3 separate regions of the Mus musculus genome follow, and all the other regions are linked to region 2. A link is a contact called in public ChIA-PET and Hi-C data. All regions are on one chromosome and are shown on one strand. Each heading gives the region's core, a stretch centred on a gene start, on an enhancer-like site or on the middle of the called end of the contact. The rest is flanking DNA. Distances are from core to core; before and after follow the strand shown.

Region 1 (3,227 bases), core at 291-2,790, 130 kb after region 2:
GAAGAATGACATTTTATTTATAAATTATAATAATTTATAAATTATTTTAATGATACAAAAAAAACCCTTTAAAGTCCTCTGACTCCCTCCCCTCACCAACCTAGATACTTTTCTGTTCTAATTTCTGACCCAGTCCTCTGTTTATCCCCTTCTTCCCTGCACTTCTTTGCCAGGCAAAGTACACCCAACAAATAGGATATTGCCTAATCCTGCCTGTGAGGGGGCCTTGGACAGAAAGACCAGGGTTGTTACAGGATCAGGAAGAACCGGAGTGGAGCCACAGAGTTCTGGGGGCTTCCTTCTAATGCCCAGCTCCAACCTTTGAGGGCATCGCTTGAGGCTCTGTTATTTATGTAGAAGCCCGAGGTGAGAAGAGTCCTAGGAAGGATTATTGCTTCGAGTGCCCTTCCTTGTTAACCTGACTCCTCCACTGTGCCTTTGTTATTCTCTTCAATGCTGAGATCCTGAAGTTTGGCCCAGTTTCCAGACTGCACAGCAGTGTGCGCAGGATCTGTTTGGTTCTAATAAAAATCAACTTCGTGTGGACTTTATGCTCCCAAACCTCTCTGGAGTTAGGAAGATGAGCCCAACTGAGCTAGCTTTAACATCAACCCGATGCAGGGCCTGCTTTGCTCCCAGAAGGCTCTGAAGCTCTGAGATGGACTGTGGCCAAAGCCAAGGGCCTGTCCCTAGTTGAGGCTGGATATGTCAGCAGGAGGCACAAAAACACCCTGGCAAAGCAGAAGCAAGAGTCAGCAGACCAGTAGCAAAGCTCCCAGAAAGGGTCCCTGAAGCCCAGTCTTACTTTACTCTTTCTTGTCTTTTGAACCCCGCCCCTTTATAAATCAGTGGGAATTTGAAGTACTTTTTCAAACGTCACAAAAGAGAAGTTAACATTGCGTTTGGAACTATCTAAAATGTTTTAAGTGTCTATGCACCTGGACAGACAAACAAAAGAAGTAGTGTGATTAAATTAACCTCAGAGGAGAATGTAATCTGTTCCCCTGGTAATTGTCCAAATTAGTCTTTTGTCGATAAATCATTATTCATAGGACATTACTAGTTCTAGTATAGGCTTTCAGATGCTGAAACACTAAACTGATGCCTGAGGGTGGAAAAGGGAAGGTAGTTGTCATGGCTGTCTGGCAGCTTGGGAAGGGCTCTTCTTGACACTGCTTGGATGGGAAATGATCTCCCAAGCAGCGTGATGACACTGGATTCAGGCTGAAAGTGACGGCTCGGGCTGATTGAATTAATGTGAACCTTTCGCTGCACTGCACAGATCAGAGGATCCTTTCCCAAGAGGCAGTCTGGGGATTCCATATTTCTGATTCACCTGCACAAACACAGTGTTTTAACATGGGACTCTATGAAGTGTCCTGTTTGGCCTCAGCCCTCAAAACAGCTCTCAGCCTTGGTTTCTATTTCCTCATTTGTAAAAAAACGGTGTGGAGACACTCTGGCTCCCTAGATGGTCTGAGGATCATACACTGTGCTTGGCACATGGCAGGCGGCAACACCTCTCATCTGTGGTGAAACTGTCACCCTGAGAGCCAGCCGTGCTCTTCCATCCTTCCTGTGGTCTTTGTCTTTGATCTCAATAGAGATTGCCCAACACAATCCCCATTTGTGAAATGAAACTGAAACTCCAGGTATACCCATACACAGATAACAGGTATTCTTTGCTGTAGATACAATACGTGTGTATGGACAGACACACACACACAAGTATACATGTGTATGTATCACATAATCCTACATATATGCACATATGTGTATACATGTAAAAATACTTGTATGTATATATTATCCTTACCATAGACATACATCTATAGTAAAGAAAATCTGCATTAAGCATGAGTTATCTCAACTTTAAGCTTTTAGCTAAAATACACCTAAATTTTTTCTTTTTTCTATTTTTTTTTGTTGTTAACACAAGGGATTCTTTTGCGTACAGTCTCATCAGGTTAATCTTTCAAAATAATATATTTTTATTAATTCTTTGAGAATTTCTCTAATGTATTTTGACCATATTCACCCCTCACCCTTAGTGACTTGAGGTCCTGTTAACTAGGAGAGTCGTGTGAGAAGGCTCCCTAAGGTGAACCTTCTGTGCTGGCTGCCAACGTTTGCACAGCAGGGGTCACTTCATTAAATAATGTCACCAGTTTACAAGTTTCTTTTCTGTTTATTCCTGCCTTTCTCCCCCACAGATAGAACGCAGCCTTACTCTGTGTATAGATTTCTGTCTATATTGTAGTCTAGGCGGCCCTTTACAAACAGGAGCTGAAGAGTGAGTGACTGTTAGGGGTGGCGTTCCCACAGCTCCTTCTCCCTACAAAAGGACATTTTGCTCGCAGCCTGGACCCTGGCTGAGGAGAATGCTGTGATGCTGCTGGTAGCCACCATCTCTAACTCCCTCTCCACACAGCCCCTTCTGCAGCGTGTGTCAGTGCATTCTCACTCTCCATCTTCCCATTCTGAGCCCGGAGGAATCGCACCAGGCAACATTTGACTACCATGGAGGAGCTTTGGTATCAGAGAGGCAGGTGCCACCAGACCTGACTGTGCAGCCATGTGCCCCACCGTGCATCCTTTGGAGAAGCCTTGCGTAAATGTGGGTGTTTCACATATTTCCTGAGTGGTACAATTGTCTTCTGGCCACTTCCTCCTTTCTGAAAAGCAGTCTGTGGGTGGGCACAGCTCTTTGCTTTTAATTCCACAGTTTAGAGATTCTTGTTCCCTTGGCGGGGTTCTTTATTTCCCTGGAATGTAGAGTGGATCATAGCAACACGACACATGAGTTTTCCTGTAGCAAGAAGAGGTAGACATTTGTATAGTTGTCATGACATACAAGTGTCTCATCAGACGAAGAAAGCGGTCTCCATAATGTTGAAATCATGGGACTCTTACAAAAGCTCCCGGGGGTTGGCTTGTGGCATTCACAGAAACACACAGTGTTTCCGACAACCCCTGAGCTATGGAGGGCTACACTCCATGATGCAGGTTACACTCTGTGATGCAGTCAGTGTGTTAGGCATGAGCAGACATAAAGTCATGCCTTACACGGAACAGGAATGAACCTCGAATGTATTAGTAATGCTTATGTTTGATGTTAGGTTGGAGGAAAAAAAACCCCTCAAACTAACTTAGACCGTAGCAAATGTGAACACAGTGTGGTGAAAAAGCAGGTGGGGGATAGTGGAGCCTCGGGGAAGGCCTGCTCT
Region 2 (3,276 bases), core at 44-2,543:
GTCCCGCAAACCGTTTGCTCTGTTTTCAGACCTGAGCACTAGGATTGGGAATTTTCAGAATCTATGGTAACTGCAGCTTTGAACTTTAAGCTCTGTTGAATTTGGTACCAGGACAGGGATCAGTTCAGACTGAGGCAGGGGTTCCTGTGCAGTCGGAAAGCTTGGATGGAGCATCTGAGGCCACAGGAATCTCACAGGTGAAAGCCAAAGCCAGTAGGTGGCAGCAAGATTAAGTAAGGACTGACCATCTTGGTGCCAGACAGACACACACATGTGATTCCTAGCTCACCTGTTTATCATCTAAACAGCCTACACTGCCTGGACAACTTTCTCTGAGGTTTTGCACTGTCCTCAAGCCACTTTCCTGGAAAGCACCTTTTGTCCTATGCCATTGATGTGCCCGTGAGGTGGCCCTGTGAAAGTCACACAGGGTAAGGAGCCAGGGCAGAGCTAAAGGGAAACCCAGGTCTGTGGGGCCCCAGGGTTTAAGCTCTTAATCACCATCCTAAAGCTACACTAATGTTGAGAAGAACAGACATAGAACTTTAATTTCTGCTACTCAAGGAACTTCTAGGAGTTTCTAGGCTGGGATGAAATACTTAAAACAGCAGTTTTCGAGAGGTCACGCTCGGTTCCAGGTCACAGGCTTGGAACTGTTAGTGTTACCCAGATAAGCTTGTCTTGGTTTGCTCCTTAGCAACAGCTTTGGGAGTCATGGTGACACCAGGGAAATCCCAGGAGTGCTCTGCAGGCAACACAGAATGCTAGGAGTGCCCGAGGGAGTGGGCACGTTGCTTCTAACCATGAGCTCTGTGTTATTTGTTTCTAGCATTGGCAGATCCCCTTGAGCCGGCGCTTTCGCTCCATTAAGCTGTGGTTTGTGATTCGGTCCTTCGGGGTGAAGAATCTTCAAGCACATGTCAGACACGTATGTTGCGCGAGAGCCGTGGGACTAAGCCCATGATTCTTTGCATTTTCCATGGGAAGGAAGACTTTGCCTCGGTTTTACAAATCTGCCCAGGGGATCCTTGGTTTGTGGCTCAGTGGTAGGGTGCGCAGAGGGACTTGAATGTTGGTTATGTAGAGGTGCGCTGATCTCCATGTAGTCCCAGTGGACTGTCTGTGATCTGTAGTTCACACTGTTTATTTTCTAAACAGTCACCACTAAGTGCAACTTCCTCTGTTCTGACATCCCTTGTTTCACCGATTTCCTGAGAGTCTCACCTTTCCTGTTGTTGTCTTTGAGAACTGAGCACTCAAAAGCCTAGTTTACGGAAAGAGAAAGTGAAAGTAGGTCAAAGAGCAGGGTCTATGGTCAAAGTAGGGCCGAGTCTTTAAGAAGGAGTGGCTGTCATGGCTCCCTGGTGAATGGTGTGTCAACACAGCCACACCTGCTCTTCACCTTCTAGGTGAGGTCTGTAGTGAACACACTACCTGTAATTGTGTCCTCCTCTCCCCTGGCCTCTGCTCTGTCTCATACACAGCTTGCCTCATGGGAGGGAAGAGAATAGGGCAGGAGGAGAATGTCTTATTAACTGGGAGACCTACTTTCTGCCGCCCAAGCCTTGGGAGAATCACCCTCCCTTGGATTTTAAAAAGTGAGGATGCTGACAAAGGTGGGCTCTGAGGGGACATTGTGGGGCATGTGAGTGAGACATGGAGAATTTTGACAGGGCAGGTGGTGAAAACAGGCCCAGAGGAAAGGAGTTATAGGGGAGAATCATAACCAGGTTAGAAATGGGGCATGGGCATATAAAGGCCAGGAGAACAGTTAGTATGCTTTTCCCGGACAAGGCCTGGACTTGCACATGAAGAACTTCTTAGGGATCAAGTGGGGACGTAGCTCCATTGGTACACTGTTTACTCCCCATGCACAAAGCCACTGTTTGACCCCCTAGTATTGCTTAACCTTCTCCTGGCAGCGCTTGCAGGTAGTTCCACAGTGGGGGGTGGAGGCAGAAGGATCAATGGTACCAGGTCGTCCTTGGCTACATTGTAACTTTGAGCCAGTCTAGGATCCATGAGAGAGAGCCTTTCTCAAAGAAAAGAAAAAGTTCATGAGGCGGTGGTAAGAGTTTGAAATTGACTGGAGAGAGAGAGAGAGTGGAGCAGATAGAGGAGCAGATAGAGGTTGGTTCAAATGGCACCGCCTCTTCATGGTCAAGGAAGACACCTGAAGCTCTGTCTTCTTTTAAAACGAAATATCAAGTGGGAGTTCCAGCCCATAAAAAAAAAATCACTTAGTGGGGCAGGAGAGATGACTCAGCAGTTAAGAGCACTGACTGCTCTTCCAGAGGTCCTGAGTTCAATTCCCAGCAACCACATGGTGGCTCACCACCATCTGTAATGGGATCTGATGCCCTCTTCTGGCATGTAGGTGTACATGCAGTCAGAGCACTCACATACATTAAATAAATCTTTAAAAATTAATTCACTTAGCAGAGAGTGTATGTGAGTCTCAGACTGGAATCTCTAGCCCTATCATGTGCTGTGTCTGTCACTTACTCCCCCCTCCCCACGCCCCCAGGTCTCATTTGTTGTTCTTGCTAGTCTGGAGCTCAAGGCTCCCCTCTCGAGTGCTGGCATTAAAGACTTAAATATCATCATTCCTGGCAACCTTGAACTTCCTCTGATCCTCCTACTGAAACCTCCCCATGTCTAACTTTATTCAGTTGTTGATTGAAGTCAGCATTTTGTGCAAGGTAGGCTAGTGGATTGCCAGTTGAGCCACAGCCCTGTCCTATATTCAAGCATTCTATGTAAATGTAAAACTCAAGAGAACCACAGGAAAATTTAAAAGTTCATAAAAACTTTATAAAAGATCAATATGCTATGAAATCTTTATTTTTTAAAAGATTTATTTATTTATTTTATGTATATGAGTACACTGTAGCTGTCTTAGACACACCAGAAGAAGGAACCAGATTCAATTACAAATGGTTGTGAGCCACCATGTGGTTGCTGGGAATTGAACTCAGGACCTCTGGAAGAGCAGTTGGTGCTCTTAACTGTCAGATGGTGGTTGCTGAGCCATCACTCCAGTTTTTTTTTTTTTTTTTTTTTTGGTTTTTCGAGACAGGGTTTCTCTGTGTAGCCCTGACTGTCCTGGAACTCACTCTGTAGACCAGGCTGGCCTCGAACTCAGAAATCCGCCTGCCTCTGCCTCCCAAGTGCTAGGATTAAAGGCGTGCGCCACCACCGCCCAGCTGATATTTTCTTTATTTCAGTCTGAAATCTTTAATTTTTCCATGATAAATATACAGGCCATATTTTAAA
Region 3 (3,152 bases), core at 339-2,838, 130 kb before region 2:
CAGCTACTCAAATAGTACAAATACTCAAGCCGAGAGCGAGAGTGAGAGCGAGAGAAACAGTGTAGGAGACAAAGTGGGCAAATGTTAACGTCACAGTAACAGGGTGGGAGATGTAGCACAGCTGGTCATTTGCTTACCCTAGCATGCCATTAGCTTGGCAAGATTACAAGGGCCTATAATCTTAGAAATTGGGGCAAAGGCAAAAAGCAGAAATTCAAGGCCAGCCTTAACGACTTAAGTGAGCCTGGGCTACAAGAGACTCTGTCTCAAATTAGAGAAAAAAAGTGACTACTCACTTCTAAAAAGGCAATAAGGGGCTTGAGAGCTGACTCAGCAGTTAAGAGCATTGACTGCTGACTCTTAACACCAGCACCCACATGGCAGCTCACAACTGTCTGTAACTCCAAGATCTGACTCCCGCACTCAGACATACATGGAGGGAAAACACCAATGCCCAAAGAATAAAAATAAATTATCTTAAAAAACAAACAAAAGAAAAGGCAACAAAATGAAAGATTCCCCTTTAAGTCCGGTTATTGCTTACGGCAGCCACTTGACCTGTTGAGAAGGTTAGTGGTTTGTCTCCCTGTGAATTCCAACAATGGGAGATCAGACTGCTTAACCCAGTGAGACCTCTCCCAAATACCAGCAATCCACACTAGCAACAGGGGAACACTACGTACCCCTAAGAAACACAGGGATCAGAGGGAGCAAAGCACAGCCTCCAAGGAGTTCAACAACTGAAAACCACTTACATCTTCAGGAGAGTAATTCTGAGAAAGTAAGGAAGGGGCACAGTGACAGCTGGCAGAGATTGTGTCACTGGTGGCTTTTGATAAAGACATCTTGTACACATGCTAAGAAGATTGAATAAAACGCTGAACAGGACAGACAAAGGGAAAACTGGAATAGAGGAAGAAAGGAATAGATGGCGTGTGTGCCTAAGACTCCAGTAACCAAAACTGTTTGGGACCAAATAAAGCAGCAAACCAAGTCCTTTGCTCTTTATTTTATTTTTGTTTTTTGGGCAGGGTTTCCCTGTGTGGCCCTGGCTGGCCTGGAACTCACTTGAATGAACTCTGAGCTCTACCTGCCTCTGCTGGGATTAAAGGCACTCACCTTACCACCATGCCTGGCCCTGGTCCTTCTCTTAATGGAGATTTATCAGTAGGAAAAAGACACCTTAGACCTCGTTTTAAGACCTTCATTTGGGCCGGGCATGGTGGCTCACGCCTTTAATCCCAGCACTCGGGAGGCAGAGGCAGGCGGATTTCTGAGTTCGAGGCCAGCCTGATCTACAGAGTGAGTTCCAGGACAGCCAGGGCTATACAGAGAAACCCTGTCTCAAGAAACCAAAAAAAAAAAAAAAAAAGATCTTCATTTGGCAAACCTGAGTCCAAGAGTTGTTAAGCAAAACTCACACAGGCCCAGAACTAGATAGATAGATGACAATCCAATGGTTCCTCTCAGGCCACCCTCCTTCCACTGTAGTGACTGCTAACATTGTAACCAGTGACCAGGACAGTGCTGCTGTGGAAGCTCACAGGAAAACCTGCAGTCAGGACCTTTGATTCTAATTCCAACCAATGGTATCCCTATTGCCTCAAAAGAACTTTACAGTGGCAGTGCACCTCCTCCAGATAGGTCACCTGGCAAACAGGACCAGCGTTTACACAATAAACTTGCAATACCCTTTGGGTTTTGGTTTTGGAATCCAGTAAATTTTCCACAGAGCGTTTGGCTGCCGCACCGCTGTCCTCTCTCCCCATCTCCTGCCTTTTCTGTTGCTGCAGCTGCTCTTCCTCCCGTCTGTCCTTTTCTTCAAGTTGTTTCCGAACTTCAGCCTCTTCGTATCTAGTTGAAAGAAGCTTCCTATTAATGTGATGGAGTATAGCTAAGGGCGTTCATGTTTCATACTTAGCATCTTGGCTTGGGAGAATTCTGCTAGAGTTCCCATACAAACCACATGCATCTGCCCTCAGGGGCTGTCTGTGTACTTTAAACTGGACAAACACCTTGAAAAATAAATGTTATGCTCTTTTTATTAATGTTGTTCTTGCTTTTTCACTAATTTCAAGTAATTATCAATTCTGCTACAATTTCACTTTTTAAACAAACTCTTGATTCACTCTGGAAGAGGACTTCTCCCAGTATCTCACTGTGTAGATGATTTAGATCAAAATGTTAAAACAAGTATTCAAGAAAGGTATTAACCACATCAACTGGAGAATTATTATCAAAGTCAAGACGTGATTATCTTCTATTTTGCTAAATGTTAAACAAGCTATGGTGAGTACAGTTTGCAGCTATCCTAAGACATTGCTCACCCAGTCATTAGTGAATACAGTAATGACTGCTGGTTCTGAACTTAAGAGGATCAGGGGAGATGGAGACAGAGACAGAGATGGGGTGGTGAGGGAAGGAAGAGAGAAGGTAGAGCCGAGAGAGAAAAGGGTAACAAATAATTTACTCCAGTCAGTTAGGAAAGAACGAACTAAAACTCTGGCATGCTTATACTGTCTATTGTCCATACTTGTATATGAAGGACATATACCTCCCCAGACAGCCACAGCTCTGGACTGCCACAAAGATAAGGAGCAGGCAGGGTGAAGAACTGGGAAGGGGAAGGACATCTGTCAAACTCTCTAATTTTGATGGTTTTATTCCTAACACCAGGACTTCATGTGCTGAAGAGGCAGCTAAAACTAATACAGAGCGCCAAAGTTTCAGCCCTCTTTGCATAAAGTTGTCCCAGTCTATAGCCAACACCCAAACTAAGTAAGAACAGAGCAAACACTGAGGAAACAGCTAACTTTAAAAGACATTCCAGATGCTGACTACCACAGGCAAGACAGTGTATAAAATCCAACCCAGCCAAGTTCACCACCATTCTAGAACAAAATACCCTAACACTCTTGAAGGGAATAAAACCCACCATGTCCGAAACTAACCAACACAGCAAGAAAATAAGACATCCAGAGAGAAAGGGCAAGCAGTGCAAACTGGCTGAGATAAACCTGAATGACAGATTTAAAACAGCAATCACAGCAGCTAACCAACTCTGGCCATGGCTATGTGAAACATGGTTTGTAATGACTAAACATAAAGGACACTTCTGTAAAAAAGCAGATACTATAAAATAGCTAAACAGA

The links. Hi-C and Micro-C count contacts between places; a contact is called where the count stands out from the background. ChIA-PET counts read pairs in DNA pulled down with a chosen protein or histone mark.
Region 1: a contact with region 2 is called in an RNA polymerase II ChIA-PET map of effector CD8 T cells, with 29 read pairs. The contact joins two enhancer-like sites. A contact is called at or near these places in 1 of 484 Hi-C or Micro-C datasets (natural killer cells), 3 of 115 datasets of contacts at active chromatin or transcription factors (double positive thymocytes, effector CD8 T cells and memory CD8 T cells) and 1 of 9 other capture datasets (adipose tissue).
Region 3: a contact with region 2 is called in a Hi-C map of liver, with 2.2 times the contacts expected there. The contact joins two enhancer-like sites. A contact is called at or near these places in 2 of 15 datasets of contacts at CTCF or cohesin (CD8 T cells and large pre-B cells), 18 of 484 Hi-C or Micro-C datasets (B cells, the C10 cell line, the G1E-ER4 cell line and 13 more), 2 of 115 datasets of contacts at active chromatin or transcription factors (bone marrow-derived macrophages and regulatory T cells) and 3 of 9 other capture datasets (adipose tissue, liver and pancreatic islet).

Annotation. Positions count from the first base shown.
Region 1 is chr2:126,466,299-126,469,525 of GRCm38.p6, reverse strand. The region is part of intron 3 of Atp8b4 (ATPase, class I, type 8B, member 4); the gene reads left to right. Among named protein-coding and RNA genes, the nearest start is that of Atp8b4, 24 kb to the left of the region's middle. Within about 2 kb of position 1,540, at least 102 of the 459 cell types and tissues checked have an H3K27ac peak or open chromatin away from gene starts, as enhancers often do. A contact at or near this core is called in double positive thymocytes, effector CD8 T cells and memory CD8 T cells, where this site is marked.
Region 2 is chr2:126,595,523-126,598,798 of GRCm38.p6, reverse strand. Hdc (histidine decarboxylase) reads left to right here. Exons shown (of 12, transcript NM_008230.6): 10 at 830-928. Among named protein-coding and RNA genes, the nearest start is that of Hdc, 22 kb to the left of the region's middle. Within about 2 kb of position 1,293, at least 88 of the 459 cell types and tissues checked have an H3K27ac peak or open chromatin away from gene starts, as enhancers often do. A contact at or near this core is called in double positive thymocytes, effector CD8 T cells, liver and 1 more, where this site is marked.
Region 3 is chr2:126,727,862-126,731,013 of GRCm38.p6, reverse strand. Usp8 (ubiquitin specific peptidase 8) reads right to left here. Exons shown (of 19, transcript NM_019729.3): 5 at 1,692-1,854. Among named protein-coding and RNA genes, the nearest start is that of Usp8, 22 kb to the right of the region's middle. Within about 2 kb of position 1,588, at least 6 of the 459 cell types and tissues checked have an H3K27ac peak or open chromatin away from gene starts, as enhancers often do. A contact at or near this core is called in liver, where this site is marked.